2 separate regions of the Mus musculus genome follow, and region 2 is linked to region 1. Evidence: chromatin contacts called from public Hi-C data. All regions are on one chromosome and are shown on one strand. Each heading gives the region's core, a stretch centred on a gene start, on an enhancer-like site or on the middle of the called end of the contact. The rest is flanking DNA. Distances are from core to core; before and after follow the strand shown.

Evidence for each region. A called contact is a pair of places that touch in the nucleus more often than the background predicts.
Region 2: a contact with region 1 is called in a Hi-C map of cerebral cortex, with 1.6 times the contacts expected there. The contact joins two enhancer-like sites. A contact is called at or near these places in 7 of 39 promoter capture datasets (the C10 cell line, cranial neural crest, hippocampal neurons and 3 more), 1 of 15 datasets of contacts at CTCF or cohesin (large pre-B cells), 6 of 484 Hi-C or Micro-C datasets (the G1E-ER4 cell line, brown adipocytes, cerebral cortex and 2 more), 5 of 115 datasets of contacts at active chromatin or transcription factors (T-cell acute lymphoblastic leukemia, bone marrow-derived macrophages, double positive thymocytes and 2 more) and 1 of 9 other capture datasets (embryonic stem cells).

Annotation. Positions count from the first base shown.
Region 1 is chr5:148,964,297-148,967,913 of GRCm38.p6, reverse strand. The region is part of intron 4 of Gm15411 (a long non-coding RNA gene); the gene reads left to right. Among named protein-coding and RNA genes, the nearest start is that of Gm52833, 10 kb to the right of the region's middle. Within about 2 kb of position 2,078, at least 197 of the 459 cell types and tissues checked have an H3K27ac peak or open chromatin away from gene starts, as enhancers often do. A contact at or near this core is called in cerebral cortex and hippocampal neurons, where this site is marked.
Region 2 is chr5:149,285,791-149,289,419 of GRCm38.p6, reverse strand. It overlaps Alox5ap (arachidonate 5-lipoxygenase activating protein), which reads right to left. Exons shown (of 5, transcript NM_009663.2): 5 at 1,267-1,848. The coding sequence ends at 1,686. Among named protein-coding and RNA genes, the nearest start is that of Alox5ap, 23 kb to the right of the region's middle. Within about 2 kb of position 1,644, at least 40 of the 459 cell types and tissues checked have an H3K27ac peak or open chromatin away from gene starts, as enhancers often do. A contact at or near this core is called in cerebral cortex and hippocampal neurons, where this site is marked.

The DNA.
Region 1 (3,617 bases), core at 829-3,328:
CCCCCCACCCCACGCTCTCCCTATGTTCCCGAAAGCAGCTTCTTCTCTTCCTCTTCCTCTTCCTCTTCCTCTTTCTCTCTTTCTCTCCTCACCTTCCCTTCTACCTCCCCCTCTCCCCCTCCTCTCTCTCTCTCTCTCTCTCTCTCTTTCTCTCTCTCTCTCTCTCTCTCTGCCTCTACTTCCCTCTCAATCCCAATTCCCATGTTCCCACATAAACTCTATTCTATACTAGACCCGTCGTATGGATGGTACCTTGGGGGAAGGGATGTCTCAGCGATGGGCCCACCGAGGCACCCCTCCCATGGGACCATACCGAGCTTTACAAAACATACCCTTGGCTTTACAAAATGTATCAGTACCCACCCTACACTCTTGAGCCATATCTTCAGAATTCTAAAGCAGAATTCTTGCCTTTCCTTTCTCAACGTTATAACCACCTTTTCCTGCTGAAACCCACGAACGCACAGACACGCTTCTGAGAATTGTGGGTTTCATCTGCCGCGAAGGTCCGCGCAAACAGCTGAGCTGCCTTTCCAGCCCAAAGGTTCTGGCCTGGCTTCCCAAAGCCTCTAGCTAGATCTGGCATGTGGGACCCGAGTGAAAATAGGTGCAGTAAAGAAACCAAAATAGTCATTCAGTGGGTGAAAATTGGGAGAAGTTTATTCCAAACTGCAGAGGCCACCTCCTGGGAAAGCAAGGAGAAGCAACAGGGGAAAGAAGACTGGCAGGGTTAGATGGGACCGGGAGGAAGGGGTTTGTGAGCTGGGCTGGGGATCCTCAGAGACTAGTAGCATTCATCAATAAGAACCATAGTCATGTGTTAATGAAGGGCCACAGATTCCTATTGCCAGAGATAAGGAGAGTGATTCCCCTTCTAGCAAGTAGGAACTTTCTGCAAGCCCCTAAAGGAATGGGGGCTTTTGTTTAAATGGGAAGAGGTCTTCCTTGGGGGAACCTGTGGTACCTATTTTGTTGGGTGCAGAGACATAGCATGGGACACAAGAAAAAAGCACAAAATTGGAAATGCTGAAACCTTTTGAGCTTGTATGAGAGAGGCCACAAGCGGAAAGTTCCAAGCCTGATGACACGGGGACAGGGCACAGTCAATACTCAGGCATGCTGAACATACCGTGTAAACTTATTTCAGGCTATGCATAGGAAACAAACAGATGTGGTATTTGGACTTGGGTGCTCTTTGCAGGATGAGCTCATTATGTACAAGGAAACGGTCTCAAACTGGGGAGATTCTTAAACTCCAAACAGTCTCGTCCCACGCATTAGATGGGAGATGCCCTCTGCCAGAATCCACCAAAATGAGCACCAAAGAGCCTTCTGTCTATTCTTTTCCCCCCTCAAGGTGCTGGGGATTGGATGCAGGGTCTTGTGTTCGCTAGAAAAGCACTCTCTCTGCCCTGCAGCTGAATTCTTGGCCTTGTGTGTCTGACCAAATACAATTTACATAGCTGTTTTCAAAAGAACAGGCCCCAGTCCTGGTCCTACTTCCTGCACCGAATTCTTTCCTTCTTTAGGGGCCTTTTTATAAGGTGGAAATAGCCCTTATACCTGCATTATGGCTTATTGTGAATATTAAATAAGACCATGTGGGTCAAAAGTGCTTAGTAAATGATAAAAGCCGGCACGGGTGGGTGGTTCCTGTTGCCTTTCTTTTTATCTGCCCGCCTTCTGGAGCAGATTATAGGGCTGGTATGTGCTGTGGGTTTTGCCTCGAGACTTCCCTTGGAGAGCAGTGTTTATCTATTTTAAGGAGACCCTAGAGATAGCAGGCTGCTGCAGAAAAGCAAATGGAATATGGATTTACCAGAAAGAGGAGGGCCGGCTGTAAGGGAACAGCTGTGGAGAGAGTTATCAATCCGGCTCGGCACCAGACGGGTGCCAAGAGGGAGTTGCTAAATGCCTGGGAGAGAATCGTGACCAGAGAGAGCAGCGAGTTAAAAAAGAAAAGAAAAAAAAAAAAAAGAGTCATATCCTGCCAAGCAAACTGGGTCATATTCCTGATGGAGTTAGTCACCGAGCAGAACTGAGCTGGGAAGGAGGTTTCAGGGCAGAAAGAACGGCATAGTGACTCAGCTGGCAGCTGGAGAGGCCTCCTGGCTCTTGAGCAAAGACCCCTCGTGTGGCTGGCATGTAGCATCTTGTGGTATTTTGGATTTGAACTTGATTTTTTTTTTCTTTTTAACCCCTAAAGGAGATTACCAAACATGATTTTTTTCCCCCACTTGGAATAGTTGAGCGTTTGCACACAGGCTAGAGCGTGCTCGCGCACAAGCGTGGGCACACACACACACACACAGGCACCATTTCAAAGACATACATCTTAAGAGAGGAGATAAATTAAATCAAGATGGAAGAGCAGGAAGGCCATCCTGGAACTTTTCTCTGGAATTCGAGTGGGAAGGGACAGCAGCCAATCTTACTGCTTAGAAACCTTTAAGGTCACCGGCCCGTCCTGCGAAGACGGATCCTGTAAAACGACTGGAGGGTTCCGAAATCAAAGTTTAATTTGTGAGTCACTAGGATGAAGTTAAAGCAGCGGGTTAGCTAACAGGAAGAAGTACTCTTCAGGAGAAGGCTCATGGGTGGAATCTCGATTTTGTTCTCATTATAAAAATTTTTGGTGCTTTCTGCTACATATCTCTGCCAAGAAATGCGATATGTTGGGAAAGGAGAGGAAATGTATTCTACATCTCGATGCTGCGACTATAAAAAGCTGTTTCAACGACAGAAATTCGTCGGGGCTCTGTCAGGGTTGTAAATGAGGGGTTTACACTAGCCAATCAGGGTGAGAAAAAAAACACCAAAAACTTAAAGCAGTGTCTATATTTGTCCTATATATATCTCCATTATCTCTGTCTTTTTTTCCCCCTGCCAGATTCCCTCTGTTGTAAGTCCCCTTCCCTAGGAGCTGTCCTCACCGGAGCTTGACAGAGCCGAGCTTGAGTTCTGAGAGCAAGGTAGTATGACACTAAGACACTAAGAAGAGAGAAGTGAATTTCTTGTTACTTGCTCTTCCATCTTTTCTGCACCTCAGCACTCAGTGGCCCTCATTCTTGGTTTGTATCTTGTAAGCACATGGGGTCTGAGACTGGGCCATCTGCAGGGTGGCTTGCCTTTGGTGCCCACTTATTACTCAACTCCCCTTTCCTCCCAGGCCTTTAGGTACATCTGAAAAAGTAGCCTGCCCCCCAGTGTCTCTCAGGCTGTAACTCCTGAGGGGATGGGGTCTATTTTCTATCTCTTGGCTTTGGACTGACAGAGTTAGACCTAACTTCAGCTCCATCATTTAGTAGCAAATTGGGTATAACCTTGTGAATGGAGAGTTCTTTACTTTGAAGGCTGTGGTTAGCTTCTGTTTTGAGACAGACTATGTATGTAGCCCAGCCTGGCCTTAAAGTCACAGTAATCAATCACCCTGCCTCAGCCTCCTGGGCGCCAAGGTTACAGAAGTTATGTCACCATGCCTGGCTACCCACCACAATAGTGTTTTGTCATTGTTTTCTTTAAAGATTTAGTTTATCATCACCCCATGTCTCTCCATGTGTATGCCATTCATGTGGGTCCTCTGGAAGCCAGAGGAGGGTGTGGGATCCTCTGGGGCT
Region 2 (3,629 bases), core at 395-2,894, 320 kb before region 1:
ATGTGACAAGAATGCAAAGGGAGACTTTTGGGGACAAAGAAAATCAGCAAGAAGGACAAAGAAATGACAGAGAATGGAGGTCAGGATAAAAACCAGGCATGGCAATGTATATGTATGAAAGGCTCACAAAGACCCATTTGTAGACAAACTAACTTGGTTATTGGTTGGTTCTGGAACCAACCAAGCCACCAGGCTCTCCTGTGAGGGATTTTCCTGATTGGGTCATTTGTGGTGGGAAGACCCACATACAAGGACATGGAAAACAGAAGCTTTTGCCTTTTGCCTGCTTGCTCTCACTCATGCTGACAAGCTCATCTATCTCATGGCTGTGGCATCCCTTTTGGTAGTAGAACTGGCTTCTTTGGGATTCCAATGTAGACTGAAGACCAGCAACTCTCCAGGAATTCTCCAGGCCTTCAGCACCAGCTTGGGGCTGCTGAGACATCCAGCCTTCTGGACTGAGCGACTACAAATTCCAATGTGAGACAGCCACCAGATACAATTTAGTAAGCTCACCAACTATATATATGGCATATATATGATATATATATATATATGCATGTATATATATACACACATATATATCTTATAAATATATTTATATTTATGAAATAAATTTATAAAATAAATACATGTTATAGAAAATATATAACATATAGTAATAAATATATTTATATATCATATAAATATATTATATATTTACATATTGAAATAAAATGTGTATATAAAATAATAAATTTAAATATGATATATATTTAGTACTAAATTATATATATATATAATTTATAGATGTGTGTGCATGTGCATTATATATATATATATGTGTGTGTGTGTGTATATATATATATATATATATACATATAAAATCAGTGCTGCCCCTTCAAGAGAACTCTAATATACTATCCCCCCAAAATTAAGTTATATAAGGAAAATCAAACTGAGCTCACTGTGCATGGCCCCAAAAGAACACCTTTCCTGTTAGCTGCCTTGGACATTTGACTACACCCATGTCTTCCAAGATTCCCTCTTTGTCCCAAAGACACCTAGCTGACAGCATTAGAAATCTGTTCATTGACTATAGCCAGCAAGTGACCTGTGAATCCATTTTGTCATGTTTGTTTGGTGGCCTGGCATTATCTTCAACTCTTAGAGCACATTGTAAGCTGCATGATGCAGTAATATTGGGCATGATCCTAGTGAATTAAGATCCCAACCTAATCCAAATATGGGACGGGGAAGGTACTCAGTCAATAAAAGACTCTTGAAGACGTTAGCGTCCATATATGGAAATTGTGATTTTAATTATCATCATGTAGGTTGAAGAAACACTAATAGCTAATACAGAAATATCACCCCAATCTGAGCCATGGGCTTAAATTTTGTCTATACCCTTTATTTTAGGAAAACACGTGTCTGATTACAAGACATCTTCAGAAAGCAGGATAAGCCAGGAGAAGTATAGGCTGGATGTAGACAATAAATCCTGGGCCACCGCCGCATTCGAGGGGTGGAGCTAGCACAAGACATTTTTCTTCCCGGAAAAGCAAAGTTAACGGATGCCACAGAGCCCCGAGGGCAGCAAGATTGACAGCATCTACAGCTTGAAGAGGAGCAGAAGCCTTCGCGGCGTTGCGTTATGATGCGTCTCTATTGATCTGGTGAGCGTCCTTCTCTGTCTCCAGCAATCAGGGGATGAGAAGCAGCGGGGAGATCGTCGTGCTTACCGTTCTGATGTAGTTCTCAAAGTCGCTTCCGAAGAAGAAGATGAGGTAATGGTTGAGTATCCCGGCGAAGGACATGAGGAACAGGAACAGGATGATCCGCTTGCCGAAGATGTAGCCAGGGGTGCTGCGAGAGAAGGGAGGGGGCCGTAGATGCATCACAAACGACACCCAGTTCACCCAGTGACGCCGCCACTTCCAGACACGGGGCGTTAAATTATTCCGCGTTTACTCGCTCTATTTACCCACTTACTTCATAGCAAGGATGGGCACGACCCTCCTGTAATTAAGCACTGCGCATGCTTCAAAGCCAGGTGAAGGAGCCCGCCTTCCAGCCTGCCATCCTTTGGGCTCAGTGGCTCTGGCTTCCCTGAGTTCTCTTTTTGTCCTTAACTCCAGGTGACAGAAGGCTGGCAAGGCCTAACTGCGCTCAGAGAGTCGGACTGAGGCTCGGGAGCACCGTGGACTCATTAAGCCCTCTACAGGGTGTTCCCTGTCAGGAGCGCCTCTAAGGCTCTCACTGGAGGCTGGGGTGTAATGAACATTGTGCTCAGGAGATGGTTTAAATACACCGGTGAAGGTGCTTCCGCCCTCGAGGGTTCAACCTTTCCCTCCTGAGGTTGCCTGGGAAGAAGTCAGGTTGGCCCTAATGAGAGACAAGTACCCAGCGATGGAAACACATCCCAGAGGAGTGAAAGAAGTTTTAATCTCCCTTTCTCATCCCCTCCCCTCCCCTTCCGTCCCCTCTCCTCCTCTCCCCTTCCCTTCCCTCCTCTCCCCTCCTTTCTCTCCCCTCCCCTTTCCATCCTAAATATTTTACACAGAGCATCATCATTTGGAGATAGGAGGAGATTCCTCATGAGAAGTGACTGTCTAATGGCGTGCCAAGGCTACCCATGTCCTCTGTCCCTCTGCAAGACCCTTGGCTGCTGGGCCTGGGCCCATCTGAGTGGCGCTGACATGTCTGGAATAGCCAGTGAAACGGTTTGTCAAGATAAGATTTCAGTAATGAACCAGCAATGGCATGGGGCAATCAGCCCTGATTTGGAGCTTAGAGCAAAACCAGCGGGACAGGTGAGCTCCAGCTGACACAGGCTGTTTCAAACTGTCACAGAGGGCACCAAAGCCAGCGTCCTGCAGTCCCACATTGCCTTACCAGAAATTTTAACTAGTTGAAAGGAACCCCAGAGGCTCTCAACTCTCATAGCAAGCAAGTATTTGCTCAGCTGTTGGGTACCAACCTCCTCGCTACTCTGTCATCCGCAGACTAAGAGCATCAGCGTGTGGTGGGAGCCTAGCAGAAGCCCAATCCCCCAGTCCTTCTCAAAGCAGGATGAAGCCCGCTGCATTCAACAAGCTCCCTGTGTGACACACGGACAATGGAAGCCGAGAAGCCCCACTCTTGCTAGCTGGCTAACAACTTGGGTAGAAAATGTCACTAAAGTCCCATATGTTGAAGGGTGTCCAGTTGGTGGCACTATTAACAAATAATTGGGATCACGAGGGCACCGGCCTCATCAGTTCATAGCTGAACGGGCTTTTAGGAAGTGGGGTACAATCAGAGGGTGTAGGTCACTAGGTCTCTTTCTCTTAAAATTCTGTAATGCTGTCTGGTGATGTGTGTGTGCACATGCCACAGTGACTATGCTGTCCAGACAATTTTGACTCTTCCCAACACGTGAACTGCAAGGATAGAATCAGGGAGTCGGGAGTTAGGGGCAACGGTGGGGGTGTGGGGCGTAGCCAAAGGAAGGCAAGTGCTGAGGAAGGCTGGGTGCAGCTCAACTCTAGACAGTGCAAGGATTGTCTGTTGTCCGGGGCTTGGAGATTTCTACATCTCGTATCCTCAGCACTCCTGGAGGTCCAAAAGAACCCATGGTAAGATGCAAACATTAGCTCTCATTTCTC